2 separate regions of the Oryza sativa genome follow, and region 2 is linked to region 1. The links are chromatin contacts, called in public HiCAR-type maps. All regions are on one chromosome and are shown on one strand. Each heading gives the region's core, a stretch centred on a gene start, on an enhancer-like site or on the middle of the called end of the contact. The rest is flanking DNA. Distances are from core to core; before and after follow the strand shown. Region 1 holds the start of LOC4351557 (NDR1/HIN1-like protein 3). Region 2 holds the start of LOC4351576 (transcription factor VIP1).

What was found. HiCAR-type assays count read pairs that join an accessible place to other places.
Region 2: a contact with region 1 is called in a HiCAR-type map of leaf, with 2.1 times the contacts expected there. The contact joins the promoter of LOC4351576 here to the promoter of LOC4351557 in region 1. A contact is called at or near these places in 1 of 15 Hi-C or Micro-C datasets (seedling) and 1 of 4 datasets of contacts at active chromatin or transcription factors (leaf).

The regions. Positions count from the first base shown.
Region 1 is chr12:2,976,531-2,980,715 of ASM3414082v1, reverse strand. LOC4351557 (NDR1/HIN1-like protein 3) reads left to right here and starts at 1,923. Exons shown (of 1, transcript XM_015765265.3): 1 at 1,923-2,817. The coding sequence starts at 2,026. The coding sequence ends at 2,604.
Region 2 is chr12:3,178,159-3,182,343 of ASM3414082v1, reverse strand. It overlaps LOC4351576 (transcription factor VIP1), which reads right to left and starts at 2,040. Exons shown (of 4, transcript XM_015762716.3): 1 at 1,384-2,040; 2 at 978-1,110. The coding sequence starts at 1,886.

The DNA of each region.
Region 1 (4,185 bases), core at 674-3,173:
TTAAATGTCATGTAGTCGTCGGTGCATAAGGGAATGTTAAAAGGTAGAGATTGCTATATGGTCTTCTTAGTATATCTAGAGATTATCCTGCAATTGTTAAAACGACAAAAGATGCTAACAGTAAACAATTAATGCACCAAAACATTTGTTTTATTTTCTTTCTTTCCTTTTCTCCATCCTACTGTAGCAAAGTTTTCTCTTATACATACTAATTAAGAGTCGATGTTAAAACGTTATCATGCATAACAACGATATTTTTCTCCTTTTCTATGTATCAACAGACTTACCTTGATAACATTTCTGAGAGCCTGTTATTAATTGTTGTTGTTCATACTTCATACCCTAACTCAGCTAAACGGATTCTAAATTAATATGGATGCCATCTGTCTGAATAAGAGCGATGAGATATATTGATTTATGTGTAACACTTTCATGTGCTATTTAGGTGTGTGCAAAGAGGCATGCTTCTAATCCGTGCATATGTTTATGGAGTAATTGAAAACATATCTGAAACAAACATAGCCACACACTGACATACAAATATGCACATCTTTACTCCTCCTACCAACAAGCACATAATGGGTAATTACAAATTTACCACTACTTTAAATTGTTATTGCAAAACTATCACTAGAAAATTACAAAAATATCACTAGAACTGTCATTCGAGTGGCATCCTTGCAAATTGAAAAAACCGGTGGCAAATTTGCAAATGCCCCCCTATCAATTTGGTCCTTGCTCCTCATATAACGACAGCACACGCGTGATGTTGACGACAGATTTGTTTGCTACAAAAGATACCATACATATTTATGCTATTTTGTTTTTTTTTCAATCTTTAATATGTTCCCCCCCAGAAAACTAGCCGTCTAGCCCCTCAGTTGTTTTTCATACCATTATGGAAAACAAAAACTTAAGCATATGCTAGCCATTTTATGGGGGCTCTATGTTATAATGTTATGGTAGCTCCATGTAACATATATATATATATATATATATATATATATATATATATATATATATATATATATATATATATATATATATATATATATATATATATATATATATATATATATATATATATATATATATATATATATATATATATATATATATATATATATATAGACACACACACGCCAATCACCCATCTAATATTCACATCAACCAACCTTCTTGAAAAAAAATTGGAGGGAGGAACGTCCCTCCAAACATTTTTTTTTAAAAAAAAGAAATTGTAAGTATGTTAAGAATTGAACACGTGACTTTGAGATTTCGCTATCAAGTGTATCTTAGCAAACCTTCTTCCTCTTCAAGGGCTAACCATTTCTCATCATAGCCCCTAGAAAATCTATTACACTCTTAATTGTTTTTGCATGAAAATAATTTTATATTTAGGAACATCTTTCTCATCATGCCATGCCATTGTTTGCATATGATGAGAATTGATAGGGAACATATTCTACGTATATAAGCTTTCGGCACACTCAGTATACACTAATTAGCAATTATTACCGAAATTGTAGAAACAGCTCTATATGTATTTCTACTGGTACTACACCTATGCGTAAAATCTTATATTCAAACACATTATACTTTTGCCATAAAATGATAGGATTTTCACATATTTACTCTCTTAAATCTGTTATTTTTTTCCACGGGTAAAATATAATAAATTTGAGGATAAGACTTTTGTTTATACATAGGTATAATATTATTATATTGGAATTACGTGTATAATTTAATTTAGAATTTTCGATGATATTTGTTAGTCGGCATGCGCGAAGTATATATCCTTCGAAAAATTGTGTGCACATACCATGCGTACAACTATCATTTCTCATGGTAGGTGATTAGACCATTCTAACCCTCATCGACAACTCGGTATTAATTCCCACTCATCCAGCTCACACGAAGACGCACCCTTCTCCCCTCTCCAACCCTTCGCCTCCGCGTCGAGCCGTTGACCAGCGACTCCGGCGAGCAACCTCCTCCTCCGCCGCCGCCGCCGTTAGCTCCGCCATGTCAAGCGGCGGCAACCAGGAGAGGACCTGCTGCGGCAGCCTGTTCACCTTCATCGTCACCGGCGGCTTCGTGGTGCTCATCTACTGGGCCATCTTCCAGCCCCACCACATCCGCGCCACCGTCGCCTCCGCCGACCTCACCAACCTCACCGTCGCCGGCGCCGCCGTCTCCTACAAGCTCGCCGTCAGGCTCAACCTCTACAACCCCAGCCTCCGCGTCAACATCTACTACGACGAGCTCGACTCCGAGCTCCGCTTCCGCGGCGAGCGCCTCGGCCACGCCACCGGCGCCACCCCGGCCGAGTTCTACCAGCGGCGGAAGAGCTCCGACGACGTGACGTTTGAGTTCGCCGGGACAGGCGTCGCCGTCGCCGGCGACGCCGCCGGCGAGCTGGGGAAGGAGAAGGGGAAGGGCAGCGTGAGCCTGGAGGTGGCCGTCGACGGCAAGGTGAGGTACAGGTTCGGCAGCATCAAGATCCGGCAGAAGCCGAGGATATGGTGCTCGCTCACCATCCCCGTCACGGCCGACGGCGGCGGCCGCCTCGACTCCGGCGACCGGTGTAGCGTCAAGTACTAGAGGAGCTAGCTAGCTAGTGGGCAATGATTTGAGTGTATTAAATTGTTTTTCTTTCTTTCAGATTTGTGAGCCACTTGTTGATTTGTTTCTGTGAAAATACATTCATATTTTTGTATTTTTTTTGGGTGTAGGGTGTCAGTGATAATCGTTTGTTCCAACTGTATTATGTGATACTACTATCCTTGAATTTCAATCTACAATTTTTTGAACGAATTTCATTTGGTATTTGCGATTGGAAAATTAATATAAACATGTTTCTGAAATGCGTTAGTAAGTTACTCCTAGTTTAGAGTGTTAAGGTTGATCATCAGCTGTCATTGGTTGTGATTAGTGGGAGTGTGGGGCCATGCATGATGCATCCACCAGCCTCAGCTGCGTTGACTTGACATAAGGCTCCGAGTCAACGCCCCATCGCCGGTCGATCCTATTGGCCCGAAGGCTTCGAGGCCATCCATCACTGTTCCATCCAGGTTACTTCTAAGTACGTAGTGATGTTTCGCAGAAACGTCTATTTTCTTTGATTAAATTAAACTAAACGAAACTGATTGGTGTTAAATTGGACAAATCTGATCGGTTGAGTTACAGCAGATAAGGTATACTATTAAAAGAATGAATGAAGAAAAAAAATTATCAGTGAACTTTTATATTTGTTTTATTAGCTGTTTAAAAGATAAAGCGGTGAGGTAGAATACTGCAAATTTATTTTTTGAAAATCGATTTAAAACAAAATTTATTTTTTTTGAGGCTGATAAGACAACCAGTAAACGAGAAAGAGCTCCATCCCAACACAGCATCTCATACCTTGGACAAAATAAATTACATGTCATAAAAAGACTATCTTTCCCGGTCTCTTATCATGGCTGCTCCATGGCCAATGCAAATGTAAGAAGAGTTGTTGCCACAGTTTACGATTCCGAGATGGCCTTCCGTTTCGGACACTGGTGGAATGACGGTTTTCGCGAAATCCGGTAGAAAGCCAATAGATTCCGAACAATTTTCATAAACCAAAATTTGAATATAAATTCCTTGAGTTCACAGATAAGCTCGCGAAAACCGGCCGACTTTGGTGAAATTCCGAGCAAAATTATAGAAATTTCAATCGGTAACTAGAAAAAGAGGTAAAATGAACTTTTTTTTTCCATTTTTTAATTCGTTATTCTTTTCTTTCCTACTGTAAATTTTAGTAAATACACGGAATACATTAAAAATTTTGTAAATTTATATCCCAATAGGTTCTATGAATATCATACTATTTATAAGATTTTATTTGATTTTTTCCTTTTTTATCAATTCAAATTTGAATTTGGATGAAACTTATCGAAATCTCAGACAGCTTCTACTTTTGAGCCTTATCGAAACCTCAAAATTTAACGAAATTCGACCGGTTTTCGTCGGAATTGTGAACCCTTATTGCTTTAGTCTACTGCAAGCAACAGCTCATGTAGACACAGCAAAGACCAACGCAACCGTCGTTTACAATTACAAGTCTATCTAGATTTATTATACTAGATTATATACTAGCATCTTATTATTAGTTTAGATTTTTAACGAAGGGAGTAAGAATGTTTATGCATGCAACAC
Region 2 (4,185 bases), core at 791-3,290, 200 kb before region 1:
ATACACTACAGCTTGTCCTACATTGTGCACCATGCAAAGTGCCATAACAAAATTCAGAATATCTTGATATTACTAACAAAAAAATGATTTACCATACATCTCACTGTCCATTTGACATCCATGGAATACTAGTGCTATCACTAGTTTTTACAAAGCCACATATATCTAGGCAACTATCAATCTAATAAATTCAGGTGCTAGATGCATAAGGTGCCATAAGGAACATCAGTTTGAAATAAAAAAGAACTAAGTTATGCTTTAGCTTATGAAGTGTCCTAAAATATGTGTAGAATAAATGGTCTACTAACAAAGTTCTTATTTGTACATTTCCATTCTAGTGACTATCATGCTTTAAAAATTCCACTTCCTAAACTTTCTGCAGCTCTGAGCTCAGATACTGGAAGTTTACTGTAGGACACTAAGTTGCTAACCCAAAAGGAAACGAACTGCCGCATTCAATGCAGACAAATTATTTATTGTGTACTAACTTATAAACTGTTATTTGGTTTTAAATAAAGCTGGCCCACAACAGAATTGTATAAAAAAAATGAAATTCATAGAATGTTATGCAATGCAAAGCTACATGCTATTATTACGTGTTATTCCTGCACACTTTCTTCAACACATTATCATAGTAACACAAATAGCTCGTTTTGACACCCCAAGTAAGATCCACAACTTAGCACACATGCTTGAAACAATCAATAAGCCGCTTTAGCTAGAAGGAAAGGGACAAGATACAGCAACATACTATTATGCTTCTAAAAACATAAAAAGGTTCAAGCAGTAGCTTTGCTTACAGCAGTTCTTCACATGCATGACAATCATTGAGTCAAAACATTAAAGTTTCGTGTAACCTACTCTAACTTTGCACAACTAATACATGTCAAACAAAACAATTGACTAACAAACTAAGCTGATTAGATAAGACAATATAGGAGGCTTATCTGGCGCTCGGAATAAACAAAGTTCCATACCTGGAGAAGCGTGAGCTGTGCAGACAGCGTGGTGGCCTCGGTCTGCAGTGTCTGCACCTTCCTCTCCAGCTCGCTAGTGTACTTGATCTTCCTTTCCTTGGACCTTGCAGCCGACTGCCTGTTCGCCAGAATTCTGCACACAAGCGCCATCACAAGCTTAACCTAAATCAACAAGCCCCAATACATCTCCCCAATTACATCACAAATCAAGCAAGGCACAGATAGCCCAGATCAAGAAAGGAAACACCAAGAACAGCAGCAATCCCACTACTGACTCCAACTATATTCTTCGAAATGGGAAATCGCAGTATCACTGTACAAGATTGGGGCAAAAGGCACATCCCTGCGGATCTAGAAATTGCTGAACTCAAAATGGAGTAGAGGAAGCAGCAAGCGATTTCCTCACCTCTTTGCGCGCTTGGGGTCGATGAGCGCGAGCTCGGCGATCCTCTCCGCGGGCATGGCCTTCTTCGCGTAGTCCGGTAGCCCACCGGAGAGCGCCGACTCACCCTCGAACGGCGAGTTGACCCCATCCATCGACCCGCTCCTCTTATGCCCACCACTTCCCCCACTCCCTCCTCCTCCTCCTCCTCCTCCCCCACCCTGCAACGAGAAACCCTCGAAGAAGGCGGTGTCGAGGGAGAGGCTCCTCATGTGCGCCCCACCCGGTGGCCGCGGCGCCGGCGCGGGGGTCGCAGCCATCGGCGGCGGCGGCGGCGGGGTCGGGTCGGAGATGGCCGGGGAGTCGTCGGAGAGGGAGGGGAAGTCGAGGTCGGAGAAGGAGAAGTCCCCCTCCGGGTCGAGGAGGAGGTCCGCGTCGGGCAGCCGCAGGAACGTCTCCGAGTGCGCCCGCCGGTGGTGCCCCCGCCCCCCTCCGCTCGCCGGCGGCAGCGGGAACCGCCCGTCCATCCCGGAGTCAACGCCGGTCAAATCTCCCCACCCGCGGCGGCGCGGCGAGCGTAGCGGCGGCGCGGCGAGCGTAGCGGCGGCGCGGCGAGCGTAGCGGCGGCGCGAGAGAGAGAGAGAGAGAGAGAGCTAGTTGGTGGGGGGAGACGCGTGGTGTGAGGTGAGGTGAGGTGAGGGGGGTGAAGGTGTAATCTCCCCGTGGACCGGGTCCACGGAGGCGGGTGGTCGCCGGCACGAATCACGAGGCGGGAACGGACGGTCGGAGTGGGGGCCAGCGCGGTGGGGAGGGGTGTACGGAGAGTCCGCGCGGGGGCGGACCTGGTTTCTCTGTGGACTCGGTGTAGGAGCTGAGCGCAGGAGGGCGCGGATCTCGAGGTGGATCGGACGGCGAGGCGCGTGGGCTTGGTTCAGGGAGGAGGGAGTGGGAGAGGGTAGGATGGTAATTTCGTAGGGGGAAGGAAGAAATGCCGCGTTGGTCGAATCAACGAGCAGTGTGCTACAGCGGCGGTGGGCCCGGATAACTGTTTGCCGGTGGGTTTTCCTTCTCGGTGGATGACATGTGGGCCCGGGGTCTTTGCAGTTGGAGCCCACTAGCCGCGCGGCCACCTCAGCGACACCCTGCCAGTGCGGGTACGGAGATACGGAGATACTACCACCTCATACGTATATACGACAGACAGGAGACAGTTACGGCCCTGTTTAGATTTCAACTTTTTTCTTTAAATTTTTAACTTTTTCATCACATCGAATTTTTTCTATATATATAAATTTTCAACTTTTCCATTACATCGTTCCAATTTCTTTAAATTCAATTTTAGCGTGGAACTAAACACAGCCTAGATGTGCCAATAGATGGGTGCAAATTTATAATCACTTTGGGTTGTTTGCCTCATAGTATAGGGCTGATTTAGTTTGCGGCCTATTAAAATATTGGTAGTAAGTTTTGGCACTACCAAATTTAATAGGGTAGATTTATTACTAGATAGACAAAATTGGTCACAATTCAAATGCTATCAAAGTACTCTTTGAAGCTACCAAAAATATTGGTATGGCACAAATTGGCACTAATCCAAACATGCCCATAATGCTTTATGTGTGCAATATATCTGGGCTTGTTCGGTTTGGAATTATAGGCTACAAGGATAATGTGATTGGCATAAAATGGGAAGGAGTCGAGGAATACGTTTAGTTGTTGGGAGAATATTTCCAAGACTAATAGCCAAACGGGTTTTAAAAATAACCGATACTATGACTTAGAGTTGATTGATACGAACATATTAAACCTTATGATGTACTCCCTCCGTTTCACAATGTAAGTCATTATAACATTTCCCACATTCATATTGATATTAATGAATCTAGATAGATATATATGTCTAGATTCATTAACATCAACATAAATGTGGGAAATGTTAGAATGACTTATATTGTGAAACGGAGGGAGTAGATTACATTGTTTCGTGTTGTATGTCTCTTGATAGCATTGAAAATTTTCATATTATTTTGGAAGTTGAACCATTCGTTATCACCTCTGTTTTTTAACGGATTACTAGCTATTTGCTAGAACATTTACGGTCAAATCTCAAATTCTTAACATGGGATTATAATATTTCAAATAAAAAAACTGATATTAGTAGATTTATCATATATAGGAAACATTAATCAAAATGTAGTTACATTTTTAATAATGCCCATGTGATTAAAAAGATCAATGAAGATATGAATGTTTAAAATACAAGTGAAAAACGGAGGGAGCATCATTCAAAATCTACAGAATGAATAACGAGTATTAGCATTTCCGTTGCCTACCCGATTCCGATTGACACCAAACAAAAAAGAGCCGGTGATACCATCAATCACAATCCTGGCTCTTCCTTGAAAATTCTCCTGCACCTTTTTTCTCCTCATTTCACATCATCAGAAGAAAAACGGCCAATGATTCTTACGCAGCACCTGAGGATCATCCTTTCCATAACTTTTCTTCTTTGCGATAAACAATTAATTTCTTATGGATGACTTTTGCCAAAAAAAAAATTCTATGTAATTGCATGCTACAACTCTCCAAGACGTTACAAGTGCTTGTCAAGTTTGAATGAATTTAAAAAAGAGGAAAACACGAGAAACGATTTTTTTTTTGCCCCACGAAGCTCTATTACTGCCCTTGTCATCAGGAAATGCTTCATGTCGCTTTTACCATTGTCCCAACACCGTTCATTTTATTCCACCATTATCATTTAAATCCTTTTGTTTTTATATCTGGCCGCAATATTCAAACAACATTAGTGACGCATGTATGCATCTG